Linked DNA regions of Xenopus laevis: region 1 is linked to region 2. The links are chromatin contacts, called in public Hi-C maps. All regions are on one chromosome and are shown on one strand. The core of a region is the stretch at or near the end of the contact, and the rest is flanking DNA. Distances in the headings are between cores, read along the strand shown.

The links. Hi-C and Micro-C count contacts between places; a contact is called where the count stands out from the background.
Region 1: a contact with region 2 is called in a Hi-C map of the XL177 cell line, with 3 times the contacts expected there. The contact joins two enhancer-like sites. A contact is called at or near these places in 2 of 4 Hi-C or Micro-C datasets (the XL177 cell line and the XTC cell line).

What each region holds. Positions count from the first base shown.
Region 1 is chr9_10S:74,065,494-74,072,672 of Xenopus_laevis_v10.1, forward strand. fn1.S (fibronectin 1 S homeolog) reads left to right here. Exons shown (of 45, transcript NM_001087801.1): 45 at 646-1,408. The coding sequence ends at 726. Among protein-coding and RNA genes, the nearest start is that of atic.S, 26 kb to the right of the region's middle. Within about 2 kb of position 5,083, at least 1 of the 7 cell types and tissues checked has an H3K27ac peak or open chromatin away from gene starts, as enhancers often do.
Region 2 is chr9_10S:73,918,818-73,925,556 of Xenopus_laevis_v10.1, forward strand. mreg.S (melanoregulin S homeolog) reads left to right here. Exons shown (of 5, transcript NM_001135063.1): 4 at 2,647-2,803; 5 at 4,187-4,990. The coding sequence ends at 4,312. Among protein-coding and RNA genes, the nearest start is that of mreg.S, 10 kb to the left of the region's middle. Within about 2 kb of position 2,759, at least 1 of the 7 cell types and tissues checked has an H3K27ac peak or open chromatin away from gene starts, as enhancers often do.

The sequences.
Region 1 (7,179 bases), core at 3,833-6,332, 150 kb after region 2:
GTGGACATAAATTAGAGCAACATGTGTAGGTACTTTTAAAACATTTTAATAACTAATTAAAAGATACACTCACAAAATTCGCTTGATAAAATCACGTATAAAATAATTTGGAGATCTCACTGCGCTGCTTCCAATGTTGGCGTCCTCCGTTGGCTGCTGCGCGTGTCTGCAAACTTGCTTCTGCCGTCTCCAAAGATTCAAATTGTCTCCACTAACGCGTTTCGCCTGTCGGCTTCGTCCCAGAGTGCTGGGACAAACTGCTGTGTAGCAATGGTGGAAAATGAGAGAGGCTATATGACGTAGGTTAAATCGTGGATACCAGAAAACACCATTATGTTCTACAGAGCTTATCTGCTGTGTAACCTGAGCCTCCTTTGAATGGCTGCCCCTATTGCTACACAGCAGCTTATTAATATAAATAAAATAGTGTTTCTGAAGCAAACACAGCAGTTTTACCAGTGCAGGGCAACACTGTATTATATTTTTATTACTTTAAAATACCTTTTTTATTGATGTTACTGTTCCTGTAACTATAGCTCATTGCTACAAGCTTTAAGTACAGTATCTCTGAATTCCTCCATAAACAGTGTTACTCCCTAATTTAAGATTATGTGATGATCTGTTTTTTTTTTTTTCTGTACATAGAATTTGAACTGCCCCATTGAGTGCTACCTTCCCCTGGGCCTTCAAGCAGATACACAGCACTCACAACAGACCCAGAAGTGAAGAACATCACAATACAGTCGTGGCACCACATGGGTGCACAGGGAGTTCAGTTAACATGCCCATACTAACTGACTGAAGATACAAAATACTTCAAACTTCACTGGAAGTATTTGAATGACATTCAGTATTCAGTGATTGAAATTTTTATGTTAACTTTTGCTTTTTAATTATGGTTGGGAAATGGTCCTTTTTTAAATAAAATAGGTGCTTTTGTTAGTGCCTTTTTCAAATATGGATTAGAAATGAAATTTGTAAAAAGGGCAACACTTGTGGCTGGGAGAATGTGTAATAGTTATTTCAGTGCTGGCTGAGCTGGCATCAGTGGACTTTGAATTCCAGGCAAAAATCAAAGGGACCATTGTTTTTTTTTATAATCCTGAAGTGGTGCTAGACTTGCTGCTTCTGACACAATTACCATATGCACAATCATAATTCCTTTTCCGCACAATCCTTACTAATGCCCAACTTTCCTCTACTGTCAGTGTTATTTATCAGAGTCTGCTTCATATGATTCCTTCTATTTTAATACAGAAAAGTGATTAAGTCTGAAAGTAATGGCAGTTGAATTTGATGTAATTATGGCTGGTGATTTTATTTTATTTTTTTTTATACTGTATGTGCCAAAGCTTTTACTACTGTGGAAAGATAATCAATCATTCTTTTAATAAAAAGATCCTGAAAATATGTATTTGTGTCATTTATTCATCTGTGGCAACGAACATTTTCATTCAAATGGGCAATGATCATGAAAATGTTATGTTGTGGAGGGTGCTAATCTACTTTAAAGGGATACTGTCATGGAAAAACACGTTTTTTTCCAAAACACAGCAGTTAATAGCAGAATTCTGCACTGAAATCCATTTCTCAAAAGAGCAAACAGATTTTTTTTTTTATATTCAATTTTGAATTCTGACATGGGGCTAGACATTTTGTCAGTTTCCCAGCTCCCCAAGTCATGTGACTTGTGCCTACACTTTAGGATGGAATTACTGAAGGGGACAACGAACAGACTAGGCATGTTAACCCTTCAATAACTTTCTGGCAGGTTGTTATTTCTCCTACTTTAATGTAACTGAATCGGTCTCGGTGGGACTTGGTGCTGTTGTTAGATCTTCAAGGGAGCTGCTATCTTGTTACCTTCCCATTGTTCTGTTGTTAGGCTGCTGAGGGGGAAAGGGAGGGGGTGATATCACTCCAACTTGCAGTAAAGAGTGATTGAAGTTTATCAGAGCACAAGTCACATGACCAGGGGCAGCTGGGAAATTGACAATATTTCTAGCCCCATGTGCTATTTCAAAATTGAGTATAACAAAATATGTTTGCTCTTTTGAGAAATGGATTTCAGTGCAGAATTCTGCTGAAGCAGCACTATTAACTGATGCATTTTGAAAAAAAAAAAAACATGTTTAACCATGACAGTTTCCCTTTAAGTTTCAGAATAATTTATATCAATGTAAAGCCAGTTCTGCTGACAAGTCAGGAGAAAGTTTCTAAAAAGTTAAAGAATAGGAACCCATTTAAACGGGCAAAACGGGAGCAGGTTTTTTTTTCCGGGCATCCTTAAAGGAACAGTTCAGTGTAAAAATAAAAACTGTATAAATAGGCTGTGCAAATAAAAAAAAAATGTTTCTAATATAGTTAGCCAAAAATGTAATGTATAAAGGCTGAAGTGACTGGATGTCTAATATAATAGCCAGAATCCAACTTCCTGCTTTTCAGCTCTATAACTCTGAGTTAGGGTAAGGCCAGACGAGGAGGCAACTTTGGGCGACTATTGAAAACGCATTGCCGCGTGTGCATTAGTGCAAGCGATTTTGCGCTGTAACCTATGGGGAAAAGACGCTGAGGCAGTTCGGGGAGATAGTCGCGCAAAAGACGTGGCGATAAGTCGCCAGGCGACAATCTCCCCGAATCTCCTCGTCTGGCCTTAACCCTTAGTCAGCGACTTGAAGGGGGGACATAACTGTCCAATGAGTTTGCAATTGATGCTCCGCATTTAACAGATTTAAAAGCAAGTGTTATGGCCCATGCCCCCCCTCAAGTCACTGATTGGTTACTGCTTGGTCACCAGGGTAACCAGTCGGTGGAAACCAAAGGAGCTGTTAGGTTAGACATCCAGTCACTCCAGCCTTCATAAATTAAATTTTTGGCTAACTAACTATTAAAACATTTTTAATTTTGCACAGTGTATCCATTTACCCATTTTTATACTGAACAATTCCTTTAAAAACTTGTAAGATAAAACTTTGATTTGAATTGTAGTAATTGAACCAACTTTATCAGATCTGTTAGTACGTGACACTTGGTATGCTCTAAATGAAGCTGAGGAGTCGAGGAAAATGTTTATTCTAGAAGCTGATGATCAAAGGCTGCTAAAGTCGGAAGCAGATTGTACTGGCTGAGCTGCTTTGTAATATTAATTACTAATTAGCCTTGTATGCTGAATTAATCATTTTATTTGTATATAGCGCCAACAATATACGCAGTGCTTTACCTTGGTTATAACAAACTTCAATAAACCTGGGAACACCCCACTTTTGAACCACAGGTATTGGTACCCATTTTCTTTTTCTGTATACTTGCAACTGGCTTGGGCGGAGGCCCGGAACCAATACTTTTATCCCCAATTGACCTATTTTTTGTACAGACTTTAACTCCAAGATGGGTGTCATCAGCATAAAGGTGATACTGAAGTCCAAACGACTGAATACGTTTTCCTAGCGAAGTAGTATAGAGCGAACAGCAGAGAGCCTAGAACAGAACTTTGAGGAACTCTGACAGATAGAGGGAATGTAGTAGAGTTAGAGAAGGCAACTTTAAAGGAACGGTCAGACAGATATGTAAACCATGAAAGATCAGTGTCACAAATGCCAGCTGAGGATAGAATGGGGGGGAGGGGGTCAACTGTGTCCAAAGCTGCAGAGAGATCTAGAAGGATTAGTATAGAATAGTGACCTTTAGTCTTTGCCAGTAGAAGATCATTGGTTACTTTGGTGAGTGCATTTTAAGTAGAGTTTGCTGGGTGGAAGCCAGATTGCAGTTGAGTGAGATGCTGGATCAGGCATTTGTAAACAAGTCTTTACAGTAATTTGGATACAAATGGAAGAAAGGAAACTAGGCGATAGCAGGTGAGCTGGGAAGTTTTTTTGAGGATAGGAGTGATTATTGCTTGTTTGTATAAAGATGGAAAAGTACCAGTAGAGAGTGAAAGATTAAATAGATGGGTAAGTGCAGGAGAGAGTGTATCAGAGATTGGATAGAGGAGGTATGGGGTCAAGGGAGCAGGTTGTGGGTTTTGAGCAGGCAAGAAGTTTGCTAAATTCATCTAGTGTTACAGGGGTGAAGGAGTGCAAAGTGGATGTGAGTGGACTGCATGAGCAAGATCTTGGGCAATTATATTAATGGGTGGAGGGGGGCATAAGTGTGTTAAATGTGGTAAATAGTTGCTGCGTTTTAGAGAACAGAGTGGAGATTAAATAAGAGAAGTACTGTTCTTAAGCTATTGATAGAGCTTGCTTGTAGCAGGAGAGCATGAATTTGGAGTGGATGAAATCAGGATCAGTTTGTGACTTTCTCCACAGTCGTTCAGCTGATCTACTACATCTTCTAAGGTACTGAGTTACACTAGTGTGCCAGGGTTGGGGTTTAGTTGGTCGGCTGTGATGGGTTGAAGAAGGAACAAGGGAGTCAAGAGCTGTTGAAAGAGCTTTGTTGTAGAGAGAAGCTGCCCTATTTGGAGAGGAAAGATTGTTAATATTAGAGATGGGTTGTGCTGATACTGTTAATAATTGTTGTGGATCAAATGCATTATGGTTTCTGTATGTGTGGGTGGAGAGAGAGATGGTTGTGATAGTGCGGGTTAAAGTGTTATCTGAAAGGAGAGTAGGTGATGGTCAGATGGGGGTAAGGATAGCAAGGTTGGATGGATGGCACGAGTGGCAGAATATAAGAACATGATCATCGATGTGGGTAGGTGAGTCGGTCCACAGAGAGACCAAATAAAGTTGTGAGAGAGGAGTTTAGAGGTGGCAGGAGAAGCAGAGTTGTCAATGGGAATGTTGAAGTCACCTAATATGAGGTGTCTGGTTGGAGAGAAAGTATGGAAGCCAAGCAGCACAGTGATCCAAGTAAGTAGTAAGGACCCAGGGAGCGATATGACAGTGGCACACAGTGAGATTGGAGAAAACAAATGTATGCTGTGGACTTCAAAAGAAGTTAAGGAGAGAGAAGTTGGTGTGGTTAGATTTTGAAACTTACATTTGGGGGAGAGAAGAAATCCAACCCCACCACCATGACGGCCATCCTGTCTAGGGGTGTGGCCAAGTCAGATAAGGTTTGCAGGATTAGAAGTGCGTAAAGTTTTAGAGACTGGCAAAGACATTGTTAAATGCCTGAGAGTGGGAATAGGTGAGGGTAGGAATTAGTGAGTGGGACCAGGGTTTGGGGAGATGTCCCAAGCTGCAAGTAACAGTAATAAGGAAAGTGAGACAAGGTGTGACCCAGATTTGACAGTGCGAGCATGTGTATTGTTTGATGGGTTGGAAGGGGATAAGAGATTTAACAATACTAGACAAGATTGAGAGAGGGTGATGGGAGCAGTGAAGAGGAGATTACAATTTCAGGATAGTTTGATGGATGTTGGAGTGCAGAGGATATGTGCAGAAGTATAGAGGAGAAAAAAAGAAGGAAATCAAATTACACATAGTTAAATGGTATAATCAGGCTTATCTTATAAAAAGTAATGACAGTGATGTCTTGATGAGATGTCCAATGTTTGCAGGAGCTTCCAATACAACTTATTTTCAACTGCTCTCCAACTGTATATGTTGTTCTTAAAATTTCGGTACTTTAAGTTATTAAATCTGCCATAGCTCTCCTGCCATACTTCCCTTAAAGTGAATGTCCTAATACACAGCAAGGGGGTCACATGGGTAAGGGCGGGCAGTTGATTAATGAAGACAAATTTAAAGACACAAGAATCTCCTAGTCTGGTTATCTAACAGAACATCAGTAATTAATTATTAGGACTGAGCCAGATGTGGCAATAACATGAACATACCAACCCTTCACTCAAGCATGTAGGAAAGTTTTTGAATTAAAAAAAAAAAGTACTTTGATCCTAATGAAGATATTATTAATCCTTATTAGAGGCAAAACAATCGTATTGTCCCAAGTGTTTTGGATAATAGATCCTATAACTGTGTGTGCATGTGTGTATATATAATATATCCTAAAATTTAAAGGAGAACTAACCCCCCTCCTGACAAAGGTCTCATCCACAGTCATCTAATGAGCCCCCTCTGTGCGACCTCCCTGCAGAGTCTATTTTAATGAACAGTGTCTCTCATAATAAAGCTGACCTATTTATGCAGAAATTTGCAGTGAGTCTTCATGTTCTTTTCCAATCAGTTCAGTGACACAGAGCTTGCAAACTATGTGAAAGGCACTGTTCACTGAAATAGACTCTGCAGGGAGGGAACAGAGAGGGGGCTCATTTGATGGCTGTGGATGGTATTCTTGTTCCGGGGGAGTTATTTCCCCTTTAAAGGTGAACTATGCCTTTCCTACTGACTTGCCATTTCTTGATGGTTACTGTTAAATTCATGTTCATGGCAAAGCAGTAATATTAAAAGTACTCAAATTTTCTTTAGGACTAATTGTGGGAGGAGAAGGCAGTTAACCAAAACAATCAGTTACACACCTTGTACAATGAACTCAGATGATCGATCCTCTTCCAGCATATTCTTTCTTCAAATTTCCCGGGGCAAACGCATTCGCAGTTGAACTAAATAGCCGACTTTTAAGTTAAAGTTCAGCTTTTCGTTCTACTGTGCGTCCGCGTGAAGGAAAGAGGGAGACGGAAGAGGATCGCTCTGTGGTGCTCACTGGTATAACCCCGGGCCAGTGCAGTTTTCTGCTGATAGGAGCACCAGCCCAGGGTTTCAGGTAAGTAAATACATTCACTTGGGGGTGCCAAATGTTACCTGAAACCCTTGTACTGTTTCCTTGCACTGGTAAAGCTGGTGTGTTTCTTTCAGAATCACCATTATATAGTTTATACTGTTTAAACAAGGTTCTGTGAAGCCACGGGGGCAGTCATTCAAGGCTCTGGTTACATAGCAGATAACAGATGCACTCTGCAGAATCCAATTGTATTCTAGTACAGAGCTTATCTGTTACCTGCAAAGTAATCTGTGTCTTTTCTATTTTTTCATCCTAAATGGCTGCCCCCATGGCAACACAGCACCTTGTTTGTATAAACTACAGTAGTCTTTCTAAAGCAAGCACGTTTACCAATACAGGGAAAGGTACATTATATTTTAATCATTTTAAAATGATTTTATTTTTACGTGTTGCTGTTCCTTTAAGGTTCAAGTACACTATATCATACTGCCACCATTTTATTGAGATTTTCTGTGCTTGCCTTTGCCAGCCTTCAGTAAACTAACTACT
Region 2 (6,739 bases), core at 1,509-4,008:
AGTCATAGCAAAATAATGCCAGTCTCTGTGCTGCTTATGAAGTCCAATAAACTGCAGCACACTCGATTGTTGATTTAAATCTGTGTCATTGTGATTTTATTTGGCTCACACCAAAGTTGATCAGTGAAGCAACGTTTCGGGCCACACAGGGCTCTTTATCAAGCTTCCTGCGTGGCCCGAAACGTTGCTTCACTGATTTAAATCAATTGAGTGTGCTGCAGTTTATTGGACTTCATGTATGATTTTGGACCTACGGCAGGTGGGTTAATATACTGTTCAGCGCCTGATCCAAGTAGATAAAGCACAGTGGTCGAGCACTCCATCATTGTGTGGATCTGTGCTGCTTATGGACCCTTTTCCAAAATGATGTATCTGGGTGTCAGTGTAAATATAAATAACAAAAGTACTCACAGGATTTGCGCTATAGGTATGAGATCCGTTATCTGGAAACCAGTTATCCAAAAAGTTCCGAATCACTAAAAGGCTGTCTCCCATAGACTCCACTATAATCAAATAATCCACATTTTTAAAAATGATTTCCTTTTTCTCTGTAATAATAAAACAGTACCTTGTACTTGATCCACACTAATATACAGTATAATGAATCCTTATTGGAAGCAAAACCAGTTTATTGGGTTTATTTAATGTTTACATGAGTTTCTAGTAGACTTAAGGTTTGAAGATCCAAATTCCGTTATCCGGAATATCCCAGGTCCCAAGCATTCTGGATAACAGGTCCTATACCTGTACAAAAAATAAAGAAATCGCTCAGGGACCAACAATGAAGAAGGTCAAATTTAAGGGGTTATTTGTCAAACTCCAAAATGTTCTCACTTTACTCTGAAAACTGCTCTGACCAAATCCGCATGAACTTTTCCCCCCTATTTAGAAATACATTTTCATAAATGTGCAGAGTCACGCTAAAGTCGTACAAAAAAAGAACTGCGATTTTTTCTTTCCAGGTTTTGCTTTGGAAACCTATGTTTTTTTTTTTTGCCAAAAGCTATAATTTTTATGGAAACCCAGCACAACTCCGAAAATCTTCCAGCTATCGATGGAACTGCTGCCTTTAACTTTTAACACCATCGGACTTAATAAATCATGAAAAATAATTTTTCCTCCCAGAAAATTGTATTTTCCCCTAGACTAGAAAAATTTGAAGATAATAAATAACCCCCTTAGTGATTACTTATGCATGCGGTTGTGTGCATGTGTGAATATTTGTGTGTGCATTTATGAAAAAACCTTACTTAAGTGCAAGTACATATATAAAATATAGCATTAAAGATTTTATTGAATAGATAAGGCAATTATAGAAAAGTGAATCATTATATTACATAAACATTATTATTCAGTTATGTTGCTAGATGTTACCTACCTAGGTCATCTTATATATTTTATATCCACCCCTTTCTATTAGTTCATTATTCCTGTTAGGTTAATGACTTTCATGATTATAATGATGATGCTCATTTATATAGCACAAACAATTTACGCTTTGTTACATACAAAAGGAGTGCATCCAAGATCATCAGCAACAGCAGTAGTTCGGTTCCTGCTGACATGCCACAGTATAGTCATTTGTAGAATTAACACAATATTACTAAAGGGGAATACTACTAATATATCAAGTGATAGCTGGCATTAGTTATGCCAGGGTAAAAGCTAATGTTAGCATTAATTTTGGCAGTTTGTGAGTTTGTTGGAGGTCATGTTAATAGTTTAATTGGTTGATGAGACAGGGTTAAAAAGAAGATTCTGAATTATTTTTTTTTATCTTATACAACTGAAGAACCAGCTAATGAAGGCTTCTTCTGAGTCTGCAATGTAATAATAATAATAATAATGACATTTTCTGCTTGATGATTTTCAATGACAACTAATTTGGTGCAACAGCTGTCCAGAGCCATTGCTGGGCCAAGCCATAGGCAACCCCGGGAAGTGTGCTGAATGGGTGGTGGATGAGTATCCAGACTAGGGTTAGGCAGATTGAAGAAGTATGTGCCCCAGACACACACACACACACCATTGTGCCCAAGGCACTTGACTCTTCTGCCTACCCCTAGTTTCAACCCTGCTCAGAAAACAGAGGAGGTGCAGTGTTACTGACACTCCTAACAAGATCCAAGATGGTGACCTCCTGTGACTTTGAGGGCCTTGAACATGCCTATTCTAGAGATGCCAAACCCTTAAGCCATTTGGCATCACTATAATTAAGTTGAAATTATATTGATGTAAGCGTAAGTTAACAAAGTTTTGCTAGGAAGAAAGTAACGCTAGAGAAAAACTTCTAATAAATATTCATGCTAATGAATCTTTGCTGACGAAAGTACTCCAGTGTTCTTTTGCAGAGACAAAATTACTTATTTTTATCAATATGTGTAGTCGTCCCAAAATAATGTCTGATATATTTGTGCAAAGTATTTAAATGTTTTCTGAAGCGAAAAATCGGACGTAAGTAAATCTGCCCTTGAGAGTCCCAGTTTTGCCTGTTTGCGCATTCTTTAAGTATAGAGATACCTATTGTCTAATTAAATGAGTGGTAGCATGAACATATTGTAACTCTTCTGGAGTCAAGCCTGCAAGTGCAAGCCTGTTTAAATATTAGATCAGTAACTCGGTTTTACTCTGTTTTATATGTTTCAGTGGTAACAATAATCAGTATAAAACCTACTCTGTAATTGATGATGATGAGAGAAACCTGTGGAGTTCTCCCCATGACTTGTCTCACACTGAGGCTGTGGATGATCGATTGCTGCACAGCTGGATCCAGACAAGGAATCAGCTGGAGAAGGATTCTGAGGTGAGAGCTTGGAGAACAGAAATTCCAAAATCATGAAAGACCATGTTAGTTAACGTAGTTGCCTGGTATTATCTTTGCATTTAAGATTGCTGCTATAATTAGTACTTAACAATGACTAAAGATTATAATCGAGTAAAGTCCACATTACATAACCACAGGCAGGTTTTGTTTGTTGTACATTGGTGATTCTGAGAGACCAGGTTAATGATAAAGAGTGCCATGCACGAAATATTTCACTACACCGAATGACATTTGCAAAACCACAACAGAATGTTTGCAATATATAACATTTCTCAATATAATATACATGAGACTACATTTTCTACATATTATATGGAGATCTATTTACTCCCTAATGTTTATTGTAAGCCACAAAGTCTCAGGATCCGTTTAATAACGTTTATGGTTCAGTACTTGTGGGTGATCAGGTCCCTGATTATAAATACAAGCCAGAGCTGTCTGCATAGTCTAATTTAGGCTGAGCCAGGATTAGCCAAAGTTTTTTGAATTCATTAGATACTGTACCAAATGCTGGATTGAGGCAGAAGAAGAAAAAGTCGCACTACTCTGAAATGGGACAGACCTCTTTTCTGTGTTAATCTCATTGGCTTATTAGCTCAACAAAATTATAGTGATTGTATCTGTAACAGTCTGGTATATGAACAGTAAGAGACTTTCAGATCCTGCTTACTTGAGTACTTTGTTCCTTTCTGTGCGAAAAAGGTGCAAATGGACTAGTAATTAATTACAAAAAGATAATTCTGAGGAATTGGCACAGAGCCCACATGAAAGGGGCATAATTGCACAAAATATATTTCTTATATGTTTGGGTGTGTAGATAGATATTCTTCCTTGCCTTCAGATTTTCTATCCATCCCATTATGTTCTATAACAACTTACAATGTGATGTTGACAGCCACCTATTAGTTCTAGTGTCCCCAGCAACAATGCCCCATCCCTGGTAGCCTGCCCAAATCTGAGAAGAGGTTGCATGAGACAGTAGAGGCAACCTGAAATGGATTAAGCAGCAAGGGCAGCTTGAGATAGATTGAGAGAGCAGATACAGCCTAATAGGGACTGTAGAACAAGGGTAGTGAGAGGGAACTGGGGGCAATATGAGAAGTAGAGAAAGCAGTGTGAATGCAAACGTAAGGTGCTAGTGTAAGTATGCAAAGTTAAGGTGACAGGCAAAGGGCAGCGTCAGGATCTCTGGAAGGCAGAGTCCAATAGGAGCATATCAGTTTACCACTGCATTTTGATGTTGGTCAGTCTTAGACAGCCATAAAGATAGAATTTATAGACCATTGTAAAATGACCATTCTGTAGGTTATGGTTGGTTATTTGATCTTTCTTTTTCTTTAAACAAGTTTCCTTACCATGCAGGAATGGCAAAAACTCAACTACGAGATTTACACACTAAGACAAGCAAGGCGTGAGGTGAGAGCACGATGGAGGCGAATTCTGGAAGATTTGGGTAAGCTATTTTCCCAGCTAACTTTCCATTATTAATGGAAATCACCTGCATGAGAAGAAGCTGCATATATAGTCCACCAGCTGCCTACCCACACACCGCTACCCAATACAACCAGCAGGGCTACCATTAATCCAACCAAACTGGAAGTGACATTGCTGTGAACCAGAAGTGCCCTCACTAATATATATGGATCAACCAGTTTTAGTCTTTTTGCTTGTCAGGGATGGAGGGGGCATGTTCCCTATATTAAAGCTACGATTTACCCAGGCACACAAATAAGGCACCTATGGACCACCCAGAGGTTCAGGCAAATGGGGCTTTTTCTCCTGAAACCCTGCTTTTCTGGTTTTGCGTGGTTACCAGATCCATTGCAGGACACGACCAGTCTAGAGAGCATAATCAGAGTGTGAGTATAGTCAGTGTAAGTATTGTGGTTCACTCAGCAACCTACCTGCACCCTGTTCTACAGAAGACTCTGAAATAGAGTACAGGAATGCCATTTCTCAAAGAGCCCTATCAATGCCTCTCCAGTTAACACATGGCAAAACATATATGAAAGTGCAACATGGGCACACACAATCTATACCACTGGCACATTGCCACTTTTATACTGGTCCAGGTCCAGTTTTTATATAAAGTGAAAGAGAGCTTCTAATAATATATGCATATACTGTATATATTGAAATCAATGCAATAAAAACAGCTTTGAAGCCAAAAGACTAATCCTAATTCAAAATCTAAATATAGAAGATCTGCCAGGTAACAAATACAAAATGCATGTACATAACTCACCCCCAGACAGCCACATATAAAATAGTATTTGTAACAAATCAGATCAAAATAGATTGTTCCCATTTGGGTGGCTGCCCAGGTAGCAATGTATGAATACTGGGAGCATAAGGCTGAGGGCATGCTGAGTTGACTCGGCTCCTCTCAGACTGTGTTTTTTTATTTTTTTTTGCAGGTTGAGAGAAGAGGATCCACTCCCTTATGCACTTTAGTAAAACTGTACTGACATGTACAGCTTCCACCTCCACTTGTAACTGAGAGTAACTGAGAGGGGATCAGCTTGAAAAAGTAAAAGCAGGCTTTTTTTTGGCCTATCCCATCTTGGCTCTGCTTTGTGTAGTGGTGGAGGCAGAAGATATGTTTGTCAGTACTGTTTTATCAAGGCACGTAAAGGAGCGGATCTGCTTTTTTTCTCAGCCTGCAAAAAAAAAAAATGCAGGCTGAGAATAGTAGAGTCAATGCTCCATGTGCCCTCAGCCTAATGGCTCATCTGCAAGTGAGTATTGGAAACAGACTGGTAAAACCTTGGAAAGTCTGGCATTAAAATGTATAGATTTAATGTAAATCAATGTCCATTGTCTCCTACTGATGTAATCTGAGATTACCCAAGGCATTTATTTTTAAATCTTCACTTAACAATAGGCTTGTCCCATGGCCCCTTTGCTGGACTGAAAGATTTGTCACGATAGGGGTCATTTAGGAGGCCCTTAAAGGAACTGTAACACTAAATTTTTAATAAATTTTTAATTAAAAAATCCATTCCACCCTGAACTAATAATATCTCTACCCTGCATAATGTTTATTATTATCAATGCTTTATTAAAAAAATATTATGAGAAAACACTGCTTCCTGTCTACTCAAATAAGGCAATAGAGACTCACTCTGCAGGATCCAACATGCGGCGCTCAACGTCTCCTGCTAACCGAACTTCGTCAGACTGATTTATTTCTGAATGCGCTATGAGCAGTAAAGGAAGTATGCAGATAAGCCATAAATATTAGGCCCACAGAACTCCCCATAAAGTCAGTGACACTCTTCACGGCACTTATAGACACAAATTACACAGAAGTAACGCTGCCCACAAGCTCCCACTCCCAGTACCTAAATTACATGAAGAAGGATATATACATATATATGTATATATATACAAGTTGGCTAAAAATCCTCCATTCAGCACTATCACTGGGTTAGGAGGAGATGTTGAGTGCCGCATGTTGGATCCTGCAGAGTGAGTCGCCCTGTCGCCTTATTTGAGTAGACCGGAAGCAGTGTTTTCTCACAGTATTTTTAATACAAATCTTTGATAATAATAAACTTTATACAGAGTAGAGCTATTTTAAGTTTAGGGTAAAATGGATTTTTTAATATATTTTTTTTAGTGTTACAGTTCCTTTAATGCATACTCTACACTTGCATCTGCAGTCTCGAAGCACTATGCACCTTGTGCCAGACTGGAAATCCGGTGTTAGGTGCAGAGTGCTGCTCCGATGGGTACAAGGCAGCCGTGTTGTTACTGCCTGCCAAAATCAGTTGGCATTTTTTACACTACCCTGTCTGTACTAAATGTGCCCTGATGTCACTTCTACTGAGCCTTTTATCGAAATGTAAAACTGAAATTATTTTAGTTTTCACATTTAAAAAACGATCCATAATCTCACAATCTGTGGATTGC